3 separate regions of the Pan troglodytes genome follow, and all the other regions are linked to region 2. Evidence: chromatin contacts called from public HiChIP or PLAC-seq data. All regions are on one chromosome and are shown on one strand. Each heading gives the region's core, a stretch centred on a gene start, on an enhancer-like site or on the middle of the called end of the contact. The rest is flanking DNA. Distances are from core to core; before and after follow the strand shown. Region 1 holds the start of ARPC3 (actin related protein 2/3 complex subunit 3). Region 2 holds the start of TCTN1 (tectonic family member 1). Region 3 holds the start of PPP1CC (protein phosphatase 1 catalytic subunit gamma).

Region 1 (2,885 bases), core at 170-2,669, 170 kb after region 2:
GTCCTCGAGGATTTCACTGTCTCATAGGCAGGGCTGACAGAAATTCAGTAAATTTACACAAATTTACTGAAGTTCCGTGGATGCCAGACACTGGGGATAGAACAGGGATGCACAGTGCAGGCAGGGCCTTGCTCACGTGGGGCTGCCATGCTGGGCCTGTGAGACTGACCATGAGGAAGGAAACCTCGGAGAGAGGATGGAAAGAAAAGCAGAAAAGAAATGGAGAGTGATTATGGGGCTACTCTGGGCTCTTTGTCAAAAAAGACCTTGCCTAAAAGGTGCTATTTGCCCAGTCAGCTGAATGCGAAATCAGATGTGGGAACATGGGGTCCTATTTCAGGCTGGGAACTGGCAGAAGAAATGGCTCTCAGGCAGCAATGAACTTGACTTTTAACATAAGAAGTTTTCTAGTAATAAATAAGTTAAAACTCTGGGCTTTCAGTATGCTCCAAGCATGTAAGTTCTAAGCATTTTACATGTAATTCATTTCATCCTCACAAAACTATGAGGTAAATACTGTTACTGCCATTTTCAGGTGAGGAACTGAAGCACAGGCCAGTTAACTTGCTCAAAATTACAGAGCTAGTATGTATTGGAGCTGCGATTCAAACCTGGAGTCCAGTGCCCTTCAGTTTCTCCATTTTTAGATGCAGTGCATTGGGTTCATTCATTCACTCAAATATTGATGTTTCCTACATACCATCACTGTTACAGGCGCAGGTGACAAAACGGACGAAGTGCTGCCTTTTTGGCATTCACAAGCACTAAGAGTAAACTAAATACAAGAATCGTAAGAACTAAGGGAAAAAGCGGGAGAGAAGGATAAGGCATGGGGCTGGAGTTGGGTGAACTGAAAATAGAATGAACGGAGAATGCTTCACAGGAAAGGTGATTTTTTTTTTTTTTTTTTGAGAGAGTCACACTGTCATCCCGGCTGGAGTGCAGCGGCGCGATCTTGGCTCACTGCAACCTCTGCCTCCTGGGTTCAAGCGATTCTCCGGCCTCAGCCTCCCGAGTAGCTGGGATGCTACCACGACCAGCTAATTTTTGTATTTTTAGTAGAGACGGGGTTTCACCATCCAGGCTGGTCTCGAACTCCTGACCTCAGGTGATCCACCCGCCTCGGCCTCCCAAAGTGCTGGGATTACAGGCGTGAGCCACTATGCCCGGCCCTGAAAAGGTGACATTTGAAAAAAATACAAAAGAGGTGATTGATCTCAGATTCTGGAACCTCAAGACCCATCTCCATTCTGGGCGCTGCCTCACGCTGCACCACTCAAGGCACCTGCCTAGTGCTCTGGCGCCTCCTTCAGATCCGCGCGGCCGCTGCAACCAGAAGCAGAACTGCAAGGCCGGAAGCTCCACGTCCGCACCCGCCCCTTCCGTTTCGCTTCCGCCTACCTCGCCCAGGCTGCCAGACCGGAAGCGCTCCGCTCTACCTGGATCCTGCTCCTCTGGGTTGAAACCCGGGCGCCGCCAAGATGCCGGTGAGGGTTCGATCCACGGTGTGGGGAGACAGCGGGGATTGCGAAGAGCAGAGAGAAACCGTGTGTGTGCCGAGAGAAGCGGGCGGCGGAAGGCAGAGAGGAAGCTGGGGCCCGAGAAGGAGGGAGGCGAGGGGAGGGGACCGATTGCTGAAGGATTGGGGCGGCCCGGGGGTGCCAGTCGTGGGAGGCGGGGGCGCGGCAGGAGTGGGCCAAGGGTCCAGAGTGTGTGAAGAGGCCCTTTTCTCTCTCTCCGTCTACTCCTTCCGACTCCGGCAGGGTTCCCAAAGCCTCACTAGAGCGCGAAGCCAAGGGCTGCGCTTTTTATTTTTCATATTTCAAGTCCAGGGGTCTAGCTTCTCCTTTTTCTGTCAGGCCCACTTCCTCCTCCGCCCCGGGGTCAGGCTCCCTCTGCTGTTTGTCATTTGTCAGAACCCACTTCCCGGCAGCGGCGGCCACCCCGGAGCCAGCTGGGTTTAGGGCCCTCACAGACTCGTTCGGCGCCTGACTTCCAAAGATTTCCTTTTTCGTGTGCCATCAGAGTGGGAGTAAAAAATTATGACGGCCTGGTTGTACTTAATTTCTGACAGCCAGTTTGTGGGGTAGATTTATCACCGTCATGGTCTCCATTTTGCAGATTCGGGAAAAGGTGGTTCAGTTATTATGTGATTGTTCACACTTTTTTTGTTGTTTGTTTTTTGAGAGAGTCTCGTTCTGTCGCCCAGGCTGGAGTGCAGTGAGGCGATCTCGGCTCACTACAACCTCCACCACCCTGGTTCAAGCAATTCTCGTGCCTCAGCCTCCCGGGTAGCTGGGATTACAGGCACGCGCCACCACGCCCAGCTAATTTTTTGCATTTTAGTAGAGACGGGGTTTCACCATGTTGGCCAGGCTGGTCTGGAACATCAGACCTCAGGTGATCCGCCCCCTCGGTCTCCCAAAGTGCTGGGATTATAAGCGTGAGCCATCGCGCCCAGCCTGCTCACACATTATTTTTAACAAACGTTAACGAGCACCTGCTGCCTGCCAGGCTGTATTTACAGCAGCAAATAAGTTCAACAAATCCCTAATCTTAAAGAATGTACATTCAAATCGGGAGTCGAGACAATAAAAGTGTAAACATAATAAAGGAGATACATACGGTAGTGTCAGGTAGTGACAAATGCTATAAAGAAGCTAGATGGGTGGTCAGGCACAGTGGCTCACGCCTGTAATCCCAGCACTTTGGGAGGCCTAGGTGGGCGGATCACGAGGTCAGGAGTTCAAGACCAGCCTGGCCAACATGGTGAAACCCCATCTCTACTAAAAATACAAAAATTAGCCAGGCGTGGTGGCACGTGCCTGTAATCCCAGCTACTTGGGAGGCTGAGGCAGGAGAATCGCTTGAACCCAGGAGGCGGC
Region 2 (2,707 bases), core at 181-2,680:
GTACTGCATATCTATTGGGGTTACTCTCAATTCACACAATCGGAAAATTTTAAAAACTTTTTTTGAGATCATGAACCACTTTAAGAATCGGCTGCTATGAACTCTCATCTCAGGAAAAGGCATATTCACAAAGTTTTGCACTCAATCTTAGCGGGTCACAGTCATTCAGTGAAGTCATCCATGTCAATTTTTTTTTTTTTGAGACAGTCTTGCTCTGTCGCCCAGTCTGGAGTGCAGTGGTAATTACTGCAACCTCTGCCTCCTGGGTTCAAGCGAGTCTCCTGCCTCAGCCTCCCGAGTAGCTAGGATTACACCATGCCCGGCTATTTTTTCTATTTTTAGTAGAGACTGGGTTTCGCCATTTTGACCAGACTGATCTTGAACTCCTACCTCAAGCAATCCACCCGAGTTGACCTCCCAAAGTGCTGGGATTACAGGCGTGAGCCACGGCGCCAGCCAAACGTCAAATTAGATTATAAAATATTTCCACTAAATGTGTAATTCTAGAATTAATCATTTTCTGAAAAAAATGTTAATTATCCCTACATATGACTCCTAAGAAGTGAGCATAACCCCTCCCTCAATAGCTTTCCACCTCCAATTCAACACAGGAGGAATCCTGGGTTTTTAGAATTCAGGTCAACAGAGAAGGGTCTTAACATAGTCACATTTAGTAAGATAGACCTTTGGCCTCTCTTTAAGTGAAAGTTCAGTGCAGCCAAGGCACTAATTTCCACCATTGTCTCGACTTAATTTCGTCTTGGGCTGCAAGAATTCATTATTGCTCTTTGCATCACTGTTGTCTGGGACCACTTCAAGTATTTTCAAAGGTTTGATACCGTTCCACTTAAACTCTGAGACCCGGTTTTCTCATTTACCTGACAGTGATAGTAACAGCTACTTCTCAGGGTTATTGTTTAGAATGGACGTTTATGGAACATTCAGCAGTGTCTGCACACAGTAAGTGCTCAATAAGAGTTAGCTATCATTATTACGTCCTCACCGGGGCTGTCCCCTTGAGGTTGGATCACTGTGGACCCCAGGAGCTGGCACATGGTACCCACCGTCCGTGACCGGGGTAGGCCTGGGGCCGGAGGAGGGCCCTGGAGCCCTGGGAGTCCTGGGGGGCCTGGTCGACGGGGAAGTTCCGAAGGTGGCCAGGGCTGCCTCGGTGGAGTTGAGGCCCTCTGTCGTCACCGCCGGGGTGGCCTCGGTCTGGGCGCTCACGGAGGCCCAGCAGCCCAGGAGCACCACCAGGGGCAGCGGGAGACCTCGCGGCCTCATCTCCCAGGGAGTCCCAGCGAGGCCCGCGACATGGACCGCGCGTTGCCCGGCAACCGCAACAGCCAGGCGCGGGGCATCACGGGAAGGGGCTTGCGAAGCCGCGAGAAGCTGCCGGAGACTGACGGGGGCGAACCCTGGATGAGGCAGGGGGCGGATCCCGGATGAGGCCGGAGGGCGGAGCCTGGGTGAGGCAGCGATGGCAGGCAGAGGGGCGAGCACTAGTGAGCGGGTGTGAAGCTGGCGTAAACGAGGGGCGTGTAAATCCCGGCTGTGGTTCCCAACCGGTCTGCGGCGCTTGCTTAAAAAATGCAGATTTTCTGTAGTTCCAGCTACTCGGGAGGCTGAGGCAGAAGAATCGCTTGAACCCGGGAGGTGAAGGCTACAGAGAGCCGTGAGCGTGCCACTGCACTCCAGCCTGGGCGACAGTGTGACACTCTGTCTCAACCAAAAAAAAAAAAAAGACGGATTTCCAGGTACCACCTCAGGAGATCCTGAGTCAGTTAGTCTAGGGCAGGACCCAGGAATCAGTTTTTGGGGGATTTTTTTTGAGACAGGGTCTCACTCTGTCGCCCAGGCTGGAGTGCAGTAGCGCGATCTCGGCTCACTGCAGCCTCTACCTCTGGGGCTCAAGCAATCCTCCTACTTCAGCCTCCTGAGTAGCTGGGAACTCAGGCGCGCGCCACCATACCCAGCTAATTTTTTTTTTTTTTTTTTTTTTTTTTTTTTTTTTTTTTTTTTTTTTGTAGAGACGAGGTCTCCCTCCGTCGCCCGGACTGGTATCGAACTCCTGGGTTCAAGTGATCCACCTGCTCCAGCCTCCTGAGTCCTGAGTAGTTGGGATTACAGGCGTGAGCCACCACTCCCAGCCAGGAATAAATATTTTTAACAAATGTCCCGACGCAAGCAGATGAGTTGGACGGAAATTTAGGAAGCGCCGTCCCAACGCCACTAACGTGGGTGTTTCGAAGGAGCACAGGGATCTGTGAGATCACTGTCTCTGAATTTTCTCTATCCCAGACTCTGTCAACACTGGCTTCACCTTTTTATTTTAGCTGCATCTCACGAGGTTGCCAGATAACTTCTGTCTGCTGTATTGTGATAAAGGGGACAAATGAACACTTAATACCTTTTATTTTTTGTAGAGAGGGGGTCTCACTATGTTGATCAGGCTAGTCACAAACTCCTGGCCTCAAGTGATCCTCCCGCCTCAGCCTCCCAAAGAGCTAGGATTACAGGCATGAGCCACCACGCCAGGCCTAAGAACCTATTTAAAGACAAAAATCTTTTACAAAAATTAAGTAAAATAATTTAGACATATTAAAGGGGAAAACAAAGCAAATCCACTGTAATGCTACAAAACGACCTGGAGACCCTAAGATTTAGGAAAGCCTCTCCATTCTGAATGGGCTTATTTAGGAGGTAC
Region 3 (2,849 bases), core at 20-2,519, 130 kb before region 2:
TCATTGCCTTGGCCTGACAAATGGCACTTATGTGACTTCTGGTGGACAGAGCTGTAGCAGGGGAAAGTGAGTTGGTGCCTGAGGAAAGTGGATCTCGATAGGCTGAGTTCTGAAACTCAAGGGCCCTGCACCAGTAGCGAGGGAGCCCAAGTAAGGGGACATGGAGCCCGCACCCTGAGGACATTGCTTTGGAAGAGGATGCCTGGGTGGTGCAATTACCTCGTGGCATGCTGAGATGGGGATTCGTGCATCCTGCACGCCTTGGGAAACAAAATGAATTTCTCGGAGAGAGGGGGCTTTGCAAAATGTAAAGCGCTGCAGGAAGCAACGTACATGGAAAGGTCAGGAAAGAGAGCCGATCTGTTTGCTGAGTGTGGGCTGTACTTCCAAACCCAGCCAAAGTCGACGCGCAGCCCCTGGAGGTGGCACAGTTTGGGGGCCCCTTGGATAGGAGTGCCCTCGGGGAGGCTGGGAAGCCAGAGAGGAATGGGCCAAAGTTTCTTCGGGTGTCTGCAGAACCCAGGACCGCCCGCGCAGCTTGCATCTTCTCTTCCCGCCCCCGGCCTGCACGCGTGAAATCTGCAAATTCCCCTTTTAACTGCTGCACGCGCTCGTTCAACTTTGCCCTGGCTAGAATCGGGATAACCGTCCCGATGATTACATAACTTTCCGAGTTCAGGAAAGATAAATCCAAGGGACAGAAATGATAAAATTTTCTTTGAGTATGGATTTTTTACCCCTAAAGTAAAGTTACAGAAGTGCACAAAAAATATATATACAAATACCCATATACCCACCACTCACAATGAGTTAACTGTTACATTTTGACTTATCTGAAAGAGGGTTTTTTCTTTTTAGTTACCAAATAAACCTTTCTCTTGTCCCAAGTTCCAGTATATCTGAATCCAAAATAAGTCAACCTTCTTTTCTTTATTATTCTCCTTTTCCATCCTCACCCCAGATTTATCTTAAAGGGTAAATTCCAGGACCCCCGAAATCCCTCGGTGAGCTCCCACCTGTCCAGGTCTGCAAACATCTAGCCTCAATGCACAAGATCCGGCGATGGCCGCAACCGGCGGTGTGCACAGCTGCATTTCCTCCCCCAGCCCCAACTCCCGCGTGCAACTTTGCAACTCTCGCTCGGGCCCGGCATTGGGGGCGGGCCTATTTACTCGGCCCGTTTGGCGGAAGGATCCCATGCGGGGACGCGGTTGCGCTCAGCCGTCTCCGCCCCGCCCAGCGCCCGGGCCCCGCCCCCTCCCGCGCCCGGGCCCCGCCCCCTCCCGCGCGCCCTATGGCCCATAAAGAAGTCCCGGCCGGGCCGCTGCACTCCCCGCGCGCATCCGTGCGCCGCCCGAGGCTGTCTAAGGAGTCGGCGGCCATTTTGTTCTTCTCGTGGTTCCAGTGGGGAGAGAAGGAGGAAGTAGGGAGCGGGGTGGCAGGGGGGGACCCGCCGCGGCTGCTGCCACCGCCGCCACCACCGCCTCTGCTCGTGGCGTGGGAAAGGAGGTGTGAGTCCCGGGCGCGAGCCGGCGGCGGCGCCGCTGCGGGAGGGTCGGCGGTGGGAAGGCGATGGCGGATTTAGATAAACTCAACATCGACAGCATTATCCAACGGCTGCTGGAAGGTAAGGGGGGCAGCGGGCGGCTGAAGGGGGAGGCGGGCCCGAGGGCGGCAGGCGGCCCCGGGGGCTCGGGGGAGGGGAGTTGGGAGGCCGGTTGGGCTTGCAGCACCGTGGGGAGTGAGCTCCTCGAGTTGGCCCACGGGCCGGGGACTGCAGCCGGAGGGAGGCCAGCCCGGGATTCCCAACTTGTCGCCAGCCGCGGACCCTCCAGGCTCCGCTCATTCATTGCACGAGGATGCAGGCTTCCTCCCGGCCGTGGAATTTGAAAACTCCGCTCCCCACCCCCACGTTTCCCGCCCCTACCCGTTTGCCCCCGCGCACTGGACGGGTCTTTGGAGCGATGGTTGGGGATCCCAGTCCAGCCTCCTGGACGACGTGTGCCGTGCTGTGCGAGATGGACTTTTCGGTGCTCGTCCTCTCGGAAGGCAGTTTGATGAGGGCATGAGTTCCGCCGGGTTTGGGGGCTCTTTTCCTGCTTGCTTTTATTTTTATTTTTCGTGGTTCTGGGGTCTTGGGGGGCCCATTTCTTGTTACTTGGTAACAAGCGTTCATGTCTCAAGAGGTGTGAGAACCTGTCTTCGCCTGCCCTCCAAATCCTTTTAAGTTGTTCTAATCTTGGAGAGGTCTCCGCGCTCTTTTCCTGAACGTGCATCTGAAGAGGAAGCCAACGAGGCTGACGCTATCATTATCTTTCCAATGTGCCAGGCTCTGTCTTAAGCACTTTGCGTGCATGAATTATTACTGTAATCATAACTGACGCTTCTAAAGCGCTTACTGTGTGTCAGGCATTCTTTGAGCACTTAAGACAGATTTCGTTTAATTCTCCCACCCATTGCAAGATATTTGCAATTTTTTTTGTTTTTGTTATTTTACAGAAGAAACTGAGATGAAGTCACTTAACCAAGGTCACACAGTTAGTGACAGTTGGATTTCAAATCCACATAGCCGGGAGCTAGAACCCTCTACAGACAACACTGTCACCTTATGTAGGAAGGAAGGTGGCCAGTGGTTAAGTAAAGGTTAATAGAAAGCTTTAAATTTCGGCTCATCTAAGACTTGTGAGGTGCCTGGCAATTGATTCATGTTGATGTGGGAGAGGGGCGAGGTTCAGCTTTTAAAGACGGAAGCTGAAATGAGCTGCTTTCAGATTCAAGGGCATGTCAACGGATGCTAACATCTTATCCACGACTTTGTAAGAATTCAGTCATATCCCCTAACTTGGACA

What was found. HiChIP or PLAC-seq counts read pairs in DNA pulled down with a chosen protein or histone mark.
Region 1: an H3K4me3 HiChIP or PLAC-seq map of stem cell-derived excitatory neurons shows a contact between it and region 2, with 2.1 times the contacts expected there. The contact joins the promoter of ARPC3 here to the promoter of TCTN1 in region 2. A contact is called at or near these places in 1 of 7 Hi-C or Micro-C datasets (induced pluripotent stem cells) and 1 of 1 datasets of contacts at active chromatin or transcription factors (stem cell-derived excitatory neurons).
Region 3: a contact with region 2 is called in an H3K4me3 HiChIP or PLAC-seq map of stem cell-derived excitatory neurons, with 2.4 times the contacts expected there. The contact joins the promoter of PPP1CC here to the promoter of TCTN1 in region 2. A contact is called at or near these places in 1 of 7 Hi-C or Micro-C datasets (stem cell-derived neural progenitor cells) and 1 of 1 datasets of contacts at active chromatin or transcription factors (stem cell-derived excitatory neurons).

Annotation. Positions count from the first base shown.
Region 1 is chr10:117,259,642-117,262,526 of NHGRI_mPanTro3-v2.0_pri, reverse strand. ARPC3 (actin related protein 2/3 complex subunit 3) reads left to right here and starts at 1,419. Exons shown (of 7, transcript NM_001251913.1): 1 at 1,419-1,487. The coding sequence starts at 1,482.
Region 2 is chr10:117,425,150-117,427,856 of NHGRI_mPanTro3-v2.0_pri, reverse strand. TCTN1 (tectonic family member 1) reads right to left here and starts at 1,430. Exons shown (of 15, transcript XM_063784937.1): 1 at 1,065-1,430.
Region 3 is chr10:117,553,440-117,556,288 of NHGRI_mPanTro3-v2.0_pri, reverse strand. PPP1CC (protein phosphatase 1 catalytic subunit gamma) reads left to right here and starts at 1,269. Exons shown (of 8, transcript XM_001144540.7): 1 at 1,269-1,627. The coding sequence starts at 1,573.